Regions from separate parts of the Mus musculus genome. Here region 1 is linked to region 2. Evidence: chromatin contacts called from public Hi-C data. All regions are on one chromosome and are shown on one strand. The core of a region is the stretch at or near the end of the contact, and the rest is flanking DNA. Distances in the headings are between cores, read along the strand shown. Region 1 holds the start of C1s2 (complement component 1, s subcomponent 2). Region 2 has its middle 30 kb from the start of Gm25311.

Region 1 (4,190 bases), core at 1,683-4,182, 360 kb before region 2:
TTTTAAAGCTACTTAATTTACTTATTAGTGTTACATGTGTGTGTCAATGTGCAAGCTTATGTGTAGCATGTGTAAGAATGAGCCCTTGAAGGGCAGAGGAAGGCATTAGATCCCCTGAACAGGGAATTAATGGGAGGTTGTAAAACTCTTTGTGCTGGGATTTGAACTTGGGTCCTCAGGAAGAACAGTTATTGGTCTTAAGCACTGACCCAACTCTCCAGTCATGAGGTTATTCTTACTGCAAACAAAGGTTTGATATTGCTTTGGAGGTTCCCAGAGATATGCCGGGGAAGGAATGAGGCCATGTGTAAGGTCATATAGGCTTTGGCCTAAAAAGCATATTCTGTAGCCTGGCATGGTGGCAACAGCACTTGGAGGCAGAGACAGGCATCCTCTGTGAGTTCAAGGTTACCCTGGACTGCATAGAAAGTTCCAAGTCAGCCTGGGCTACACAGTGAGACCCAGCTGCAAGGAAGAATAAAGAAGGGGAAGGAGGAGGAGAAGGAGGAACAGGAGGAGGGGAAAGAGGAGGAGGGGGAAAACGGTTCATTGCTATTTAAAAATTTTCTTTTAGATTTTATTATTTGATTTTATGTGTATGAGCATTTTGCCAGCATATATGTATGTGTTCGACATGAATGCCTGGTGGCCATAGAGACCAGAAGGTGTCAGGTTCCTGGAACCAGAATTACATCGAAAGTTGTGAGCCAGTGAGATGGCTCAGTGGTTAAGTACACTGACTGCTCTTCCAAAGGTCCTGAGTTCAAATCCCAGCAACCACGTGGTGGCTCACAACCATCCGTAATGAGATCTGATGCCCTCTTCTGGTGTGTCTGAAGTCAGCTACAGTGTACTTACATATAATAATAATAATAAACAAATCTTTAAAAAAAGAAAAGAAAAAATGTTGTGAGCCACCATGCCAGTGCTGGGACTTGAACCTGGGTCCTCTGGAAGAACAGCAGTGCTCTTCACCTCAGAACCATCTTTTCATGTCTTTGTTAATAAATAATTTCCAAATGGACTTAGAATGACGCTTGAGGGCAAGTGTATTAGAGTTGGAGAAACAACATTAGGCAAGCCTTTTTGGATCTTAGGTAGCCCAGGTTGACCTCCAAATGACTATATAAAGAAAGACTGTCCCTGATTTTCTGATAGCTCCTGGCTTCACTTCCTAAGTACTGAGGTCATAGCTGTGCATCAAATTAAACAAGAAACAAATGTACTATACAGAACTAGCCAGCCTGATACTCTCTATGTAGCCCAGGCTAGACTCAGATTCTCAGAAATTCTTCTTCTGGACTTACAGGCATTAACCACCTTGCCCAGCCTTGAGATGGGACTTTCGGGATGAAGAAACCTTGAGAGCACATGCCGCCCGCAGTCTAGGTGTAAATTGTCTCGGGGCAGGATGAGTTGCATTTATGTATTAATTAAAGAAAGAATTGCATTGACATGGTCTCAGAAGACAGCTTGCAGGAACTGTTGGTTCACCTATGATGTGGGTCCCAGGGGATGTAGAGTTCATGTCTTTCTGCCTGGAGGTAGGTACCTTTCTAAGCTGAGCCATCTTGCCTCCTAGAGCCTCCAGACAATGGCTTCTACTTCTGATGACTCTCTTCCTTTGATTCGTGACTCACACAGATAGAGGGTTGGACTTTCTGAGTTTAGTTTCCCCCCGCCAGTTAACCCTTCCCTCCTTAAGAAGATAAATCGCCTGACTTCCTCAAAAGCTCTGAAACACACCCTTTGGCTGTAAGAGAGAATTAGGCAATCTCAAAATTCCCCCATTGCCCCCTTTTGCTCTGGACCTCACAGCCCAGCGAAGCTGGTGCAGTTCTTGTTTTAAACGCAGAGAGCGCTCTAAGATCAAGGCTGATTACTCTTAACTAGATTGTGATCTCCCAGCCCCCTCTGTTTGGAACAGGGAATTTTGGACATGCAAAAACACACTCCCTTAGGGAATCTTTAGAGCAAACAGAACAGGGAGGTGGGGAGGAGCTTCCTGCAAAGGCCACTCCCTCTGGAGCTGCAGGGGCTTAACTGCATGACCAGAGGCAGGAGAGGAGGCTGGCCCACTTGTTCCCATCAGCTCCTGTAGGTAATCTTTAAAAAGCAAGACTTAAAGAGAGAAGCTTTGATGAAGGAACAGGAAAAGACATGTAGAGTAAGGTTTGGAGCAAAGATGGAGGGTTGGAAGGAACTCACACAGGTTCTCATATGCAGGACCATAGCCCCACCCCACAAGCCTCATCCTTTCACACAGCAGTGTTTCAAGGGTAGAGGCAATTTGTGAAAGACTTTTCTGGGAACTATGGGAAGATACCTTGCTCTTTAAGCAAAGGACAAAACAAACCAACTTGAGAAAAGTAAGGGAAGGCATATCTGAATGTCCTGACTTTTCTCAGTTAGCTTTCTCTTTTCCAGCACTCTGCAACCTTTTACCAAAGGGGCATACTTTCTTTCTGATTAGTGTCTCCCAAGGTCCCTTCCTGTCCCTACTGAAGGAAACACTTTCCTCCTTCAGTGGCCATTGGGCCACCAGCAGAAGCAACACCTGTAATAGCTTGTCAAAGGGGGCAGGCTTGAATGGGAGAGGATCGGTCTGGAAGCTCCAGCCTGTGTGGAAATGCAGAGACCGATGCAAGGGGCCAGGAGTGGGTGGAGGAGGACACAAAAGACAGGGAGAAACTCCTCACTCAATTGTAGGAATATTGGAAGATGGTTGGGGGACAGGGTTAATTCAGGGCTGGTCTGGGAAGTTAGTCTAAATCTCACTGGGGAGGGTGTCATAGTATCATGTGATGACCATTCCTGACAGGTACCTATTTCTATGGTATTCTTTCAAAGGTGACACTGAGCCCTGGGTGGTCCCTCACTACCAAAGCAGGCACCTGTACTTGTCAGATAAAGACAGCCAGGACTGCTGACTGCCCTTTACTTCCAAAATCAGAGAGCCAGAGAGCCATGGGCAAATCGCCAGGGATGTGGTAAGTGATCAGGTATCTACAGAAATGAATCCATCTCCACCTTCCTTCTCTCTTTCACAGTTTTGACACAGGGTGTCACTATGCAGCCCAAGCTGGCATGACATCACCCTTCCTCTGTCCCCAGAGTGCTGGACTTAGACACAGGCCTGTTGTATGTGATTTCCCATTTCTCCAGAGAGAGCTCAGATCTGAACCTTGACTTTTAATTATTTATTTATTTATTCTGTATATATTTGTTTATTCCATGTCATGTTGGCTGCCTAACGGTCAGAGTTCTGCATGAAGCCATCGGTTCCCGGCTTCCCACCTCTGTGTGACTTTTTTTCCCCTCTTCCAGGTATTTGGTCCTGTTTTCTCTTTTGGCATCATTTTCTGCTGAGCCCACCATGCATGGGGAGATCCTGTCCCCTAACTATCCCCAGGCGTACCCCAATGACGTCGTGAAATCTTGGGACATTGAAGTCCCAGAGGGGTTTGGGATTCACCTTTACTTTACCCATGTGGACATAGAGCCGTCAGAGAGCTGTGCATACGACTCAGTGCAGGTATATTACAGCACAGGAGGGAGAGGGATGGGAGGAGCGGGGAGGGATGGAGGAATGAGAGGATTTAGGGGGCTGTGTGTTGTCAAGCCGTCCTATGGGGTAGGGGCATGGCTCAATGGCAGGGTACTTGCCATGCAAGGACATGTCCCTGAGTTTGGTCCCTAGCACTGGGGGAACATGAGGTGGGGGTGAGGGAGACAGACCGGACAGACAGACAGAGCTGGAGGTCGGGAGTAAAGGTTCTGCTCTCTTTGCCCATTCTCAGTTTTACACTTCCGTCTTCTCTTAGATAATCTCAGGAGGCATCGAGGAAGGGAGACTCTGTGGTCAGAGGACCAGCAAGAGCCCCAACTCCCCCATTATAGAAGAGTTTCAGTTCCCATACAATAAACTTCAGGTGGTCTTTACCTCAGACTTCTCCATCGAAGAACAGTTTACCGGCTTTGCAGCATACTACACTGCCATAGGTAAGGCATCCCTCTGTATGTGACATCTGGATCCAACTAAAAGATGGGAACAGGTAAATGACCACTCAGTGCATGAGATGAGAATTCTGTTGTCTCGCTTTGAGTCATAGTCTCGATATGCAGCCATGGCTGGACACTCCAAGACTCCAGCTTTGTGCCACTGCCCCCGGGCTGCTTACATCTTTAAC
Region 2 (4,411 bases), core at 1,882-4,381:
CTTCCTCCAATTCTAACCCATTTCCTAAAGCTGCCAGAAGCACTCTTGTATGAACAAAGCTTCTACACACCAAGCCCGTGGAGGAGCATTTTGTATTGAAGCTACACCAAGAAATGAAGCTTGCAGTCTCTAACTGTATTGCAATAGTATTCAAACCATATATATTGTTGTCACGAAGCACGGGCTCCCGCCCGCATGCACACACGCGCACACACACACACACACACACACACACACACACACACACACACGATAGATGATAGATCAATGAAACAAAACTGCACGCGCGCACACACACACACACACACACACACACACACACACACACACACACGATAGAGGATAGATCAATGAAACAAAACGAACAGAACCTTGCAAATTCAAGTGGTGCATCTGAAAAACTAATGTGTGTATGTATGAATAGGACACATGTAGTCATGTGTATGATGTATGTTCATGTGTATGGTAGGCATTAGTATGTGTGCATGTGTGTGTGTGCCAATGTGCATATGAAAATCAGAGGACAACCTCGGATGTGGGCCCTTGGCTTCTACCTGAACAGCTCTTCTTTGCTTGCTTTTGAGTGTGACAGGGTACTGAAGCCGAGAGCTTCTTGGGGGAGGGGGAGTGGGAACAGAATTCTTTATTCTCTACTTCCCATCATGCTATGAGAACCTAGAAATACAGACTATGCTACTCCACCAGGTTTTACATGGGTTCTAGGGATTTCAACTCAGGTTTTCATACTTGTCCAAATGGACTAAATGCATAGTTGTACAGCTGAATCATGTGGTTGGTCTAATTTTAACTTTTTGAGAAATCGCCACACTGATATCTACAGTGACTGTACAAGTTTTGCTCCCATCAACAGTGAACAAGGGTTTCCCTACACTTGCCTTGATAAAGGTGACTATTCCATTTAGGATAGCGCACTGAGTAAAGTTTTCTTGATATCTGGAAGAAATTCCAAGCGAAGCTAGCCAGACCAGAAAGAGACTACTATATGTCGCTTATATGTAGACTCTATAAACACTCATATATAGATACTGTAAATATAGTTGCTAGAGATGGGATGGAGGTGGGAAAAGAGAGAAGTGGTAGCCAAAAGAAATAAACTTTCTGTTATTCTATTTTATTCTACTACAAGTGATAAATGAGATGAGAGATGGTGGCCAATTTACTTGACTACAGTCAACATTTCACTGTAAGTATGGTTAGCAAGATAATCATGTTATATACCTTAAAAATGTACAATTTAAAAAATGTGGACTTTGCAGATCATCTCAGTCTTTTAAAGGACACCCATTGCTCTTCAGGTCACCAAGACACTCCCACCTGAGAAGGAGTAGCAGCAGGTGCTGTAGGAGAGTTGCACGGCCCACCTCCCGGTACACCGAGTACTGTATCTGCTATTCGCTCTTGTGTTGGGACATGAAATGAACTGGGAACTGGGAGAGGAAGCAAAATCTGGACACTGAACAAAATGTCTACTTACATGAACTTTTGTCTACACTCACTGCTCAGGTCTCTGACTCAAATAATCTTGGTTACCATTTTGAGGATAGGAAAACCACTTCAAGCATTATGGATTGCCTCTCCACACTTATCTGGCTGAGTATCAAGTGGAGACTCATGTCTATCTTTATTACTATAGTTGTTTCAGAATGTCATATCTTTCAGGCATCCTTAAGGGTAATTATGGTATTTATGAGTGCTTTCTAATCCAGAAATAATGTCTGTGCTACACTCAAAAAAACCTAGTAAGCTTGGAAAACCCCAATTTTGTTTCCTCTTCCTTGAAAGCAATCACTTTAAAATCTCTCTGAGGCTGATATCAACAACTGATTAGGGTATGGAACGAACTGAATGTAACCGCATCTTCAGTGGAGAATAAAAATGAGTTGTAAATATCCAACTATCCCGTAAGTTGTAAAAAAGTGTGCATCAGACTCTCCTTAACTGTTACTGTGACACAGCAAAAGGACTCCTGGAAGCTAGAGTTTCAAGTTGGTGTCCGTTAGAAGGTCCTTCATTTGTAAATGTGATGAAGTAAGCATGCACACACACATGCACAGGAATGCACATAGACACACGTATGCACATATATGCACACTCACACACAGTATCTCAGTGAGGAATAAGAATCAGCATTGTATGTGTGAGCCATAGATGTGGAAACAAAGGAATCTTGGCAAAAATCAACTCCCGAGAGTGAGGAGAGGCAGAGCATTTTATTTAGATGTTTTGCCATCCTAAATAGGTTTCCAGATGATGTCACCTTTGACGAGATAGGAAAAAAAATACGGAAGGTATGGTGACATAGTGGCGAGAGCTGGGGTGCAAGCTTTGTGAAGTTAGAAAACCCTGAATGTTAGAACCATGATAGCAAAGCCAAACTATTTATTACAGGAGACACAGCAGACAATTGGCAGAACAGGAAAAACAGTTTGTAAAGAGGGGCAAACCTGAGACCTTCAGTCACACTACTGATGAGGACAGAAAGAACTATGGGGCACAGAGTAATAATATAGCTTAAGAAATAAACCCTTCCACAAGTATAAGCTACAATGAATGGGATAGAACAAGAATTTAAATGTGTACTAAAACAGAACTTTTCTCAGTGTGGAAAAATACATTAAATATGTGATTTGAAAAGAAACCTTATTTTAGGAAATAATGAACATATACACATAAAATTTGGATATCCTTTGAGTATAATTGGACAATTCTGGAAGAAAACACCTGTTTATTTAAAGAATAGACAACCTGCTATCTAAAACATCAAAACTAAGCTGGCCTCAGACTTACTCTCTACACTAGGCAGCAAATGGATATAGAGTCATGGGTTGCTCAATGAAAATGCTTCTGACCGGAGCCTCTACTCTATCTGTTTGCCTGTTATGTACATGGATGGTACAACAGCTTGCTATGTAAGCTTTCAGGGAACACACACCCATATGGTGCTCAGCATTGTTTCCTAATGAAGTCAGGGAACAGGCAAGATAGCCCTGGGAGGTAAGAGAAGGGGAGCGTGGGTCAGCAAGACGCAGGCAAGTCGGGTTGGAGTCAGCAGCACTGAGCCTGAGAAGAGTGCTGAGGCACTGTTTAGGAGAGTCTGTGGTTGATTCTTGCACACTCTACTTCCTTCCCCAGGCCATGGTCCCTGGCCACTGCTTCTCTCTTAACGAGGCAGGGAGAAAGTAATCATGAAGAGGAAGTATACTGGGAAGGAATGAAGAAATGAGGGCTGTGACCTCTTCCTAAACAGGGCCAGGAAATGAATATGGAACTGTGATTTAAGCAATGGAGGAATTTCAGGATTTGGGGAAGGCTTATGTGACCCAATAGCTTGTATTGGGGACACATAGTCTCATATTCTGTGCAATGAAGTACATTTGACCTTTTTTGATTGTTGCTGGGTTTTGTGTGAATGTGGGACACAGAAAAGCAAGGATAGTTCAGTGAGATACAGGGGTCAGATGCAACCCTTCAATGCTGCAAATCCTTTCCTATAAAGATGTGAAAATACATGTTAAGCCTCCAAATGGATGTGTGGAAGCCAAAGCCGCCCAATATTATTTCTAAACAGTTAATTCTTTAGCATTTGTTTTCATTTACCCCCAACTGTGTCTGCATGCCATAGTTGGTAGTTCTTCCTGTAAAGCAGGCCTTCAGCATAGTTCCTGAGGTCTTGTCTAGTTTCAGTATCTCCATCTGCTTGAGTTTGTGTGTGTGTGTGTGTGTGTGAGAGAGAGAGAGAGAGAGAGAGAGAGAGAGTCTGTATATGAATGTGTGTGACTGTGTGAGTGTGTATGTGAGTGTGTATTTGAATGTGTACGTGTGTGAATGTGTTTGTATGCGTGTGAATGTGTGTATGTGAGTGTGTATGACAGAGAGAGTGGAGGGAGGAAGGGAAATATGTAGAAAACGTGGACAACAGTACAGAGACAGCTCTCTTTAACAAGCATGGATTGATAACTATCTTTTCGTCAGGATTTGCTTCCTTTCCTACACACCCTCTTTATGACTATCTTGTGTTTCTCTTGTGAGACTGTCACCTTTTATACCACTCCCGGCTTCTCTCAAATAAGTCATGATCTCATTCTTTTATGACACATTTGCATGTACTCTGTCTAATATTTTCCTCTCCCAGACCCACAGAGAAGCATCACAACATGCTTACCAGGGAAGCTTGCACACTTTCCCCTCTTTCCCTGTGTCTCGGGTCTCTCAGTATGAGACAGAACAGAGTTGGCCTCACCTGACACTGGCATTCATTCCTGCCTTGCAGAAACTGTGGTACAGTCATGCATGGCGATCACTATAAAATCCTTAGTGAACTTTCCGAGACACAAACAAACATAGATGGTTCGAGAAATATTGATTTCTTCTGGAAGCTTGTGCCTCAGGA

The links. A called contact is a pair of places that touch in the nucleus more often than the background predicts.
Region 1: a Hi-C map of the HPC-7 cell line shows a contact between it and region 2, with 3 times the contacts expected there. The contact joins the promoter of C1s2 here to the enhancer-like site in region 2. A contact is called at or near these places in 3 of 39 promoter capture datasets (the 3T3-L1 cell line and 3T3-L1-derived adipocytes), 2 of 484 Hi-C or Micro-C datasets (the G1E-ER4 cell line and the HPC-7 cell line) and 1 of 9 other capture datasets (macrophages).

What each region holds. Positions count from the first base shown.
Region 1 is chr6:124,634,827-124,639,016 of GRCm38.p6, reverse strand. It overlaps C1s2 (complement component 1, s subcomponent 2), which reads left to right and starts at 2,932. Exons shown (of 11, transcript NM_173864.2): 1 at 2,932-2,990; 2 at 3,328-3,535; 3 at 3,825-4,002. The coding sequence starts at 2,968.
Region 2 is chr6:124,272,156-124,276,566 of GRCm38.p6, reverse strand. No RefSeq gene overlaps it. Among named protein-coding and RNA genes, the nearest start is that of Gm25311, 30 kb to the left of the region's middle. Within about 2 kb of position 3,131, at least 53 of the 459 cell types and tissues checked have an H3K27ac peak or open chromatin away from gene starts, as enhancers often do. A contact at or near this core is called in the HPC-7 cell line, where this site is marked.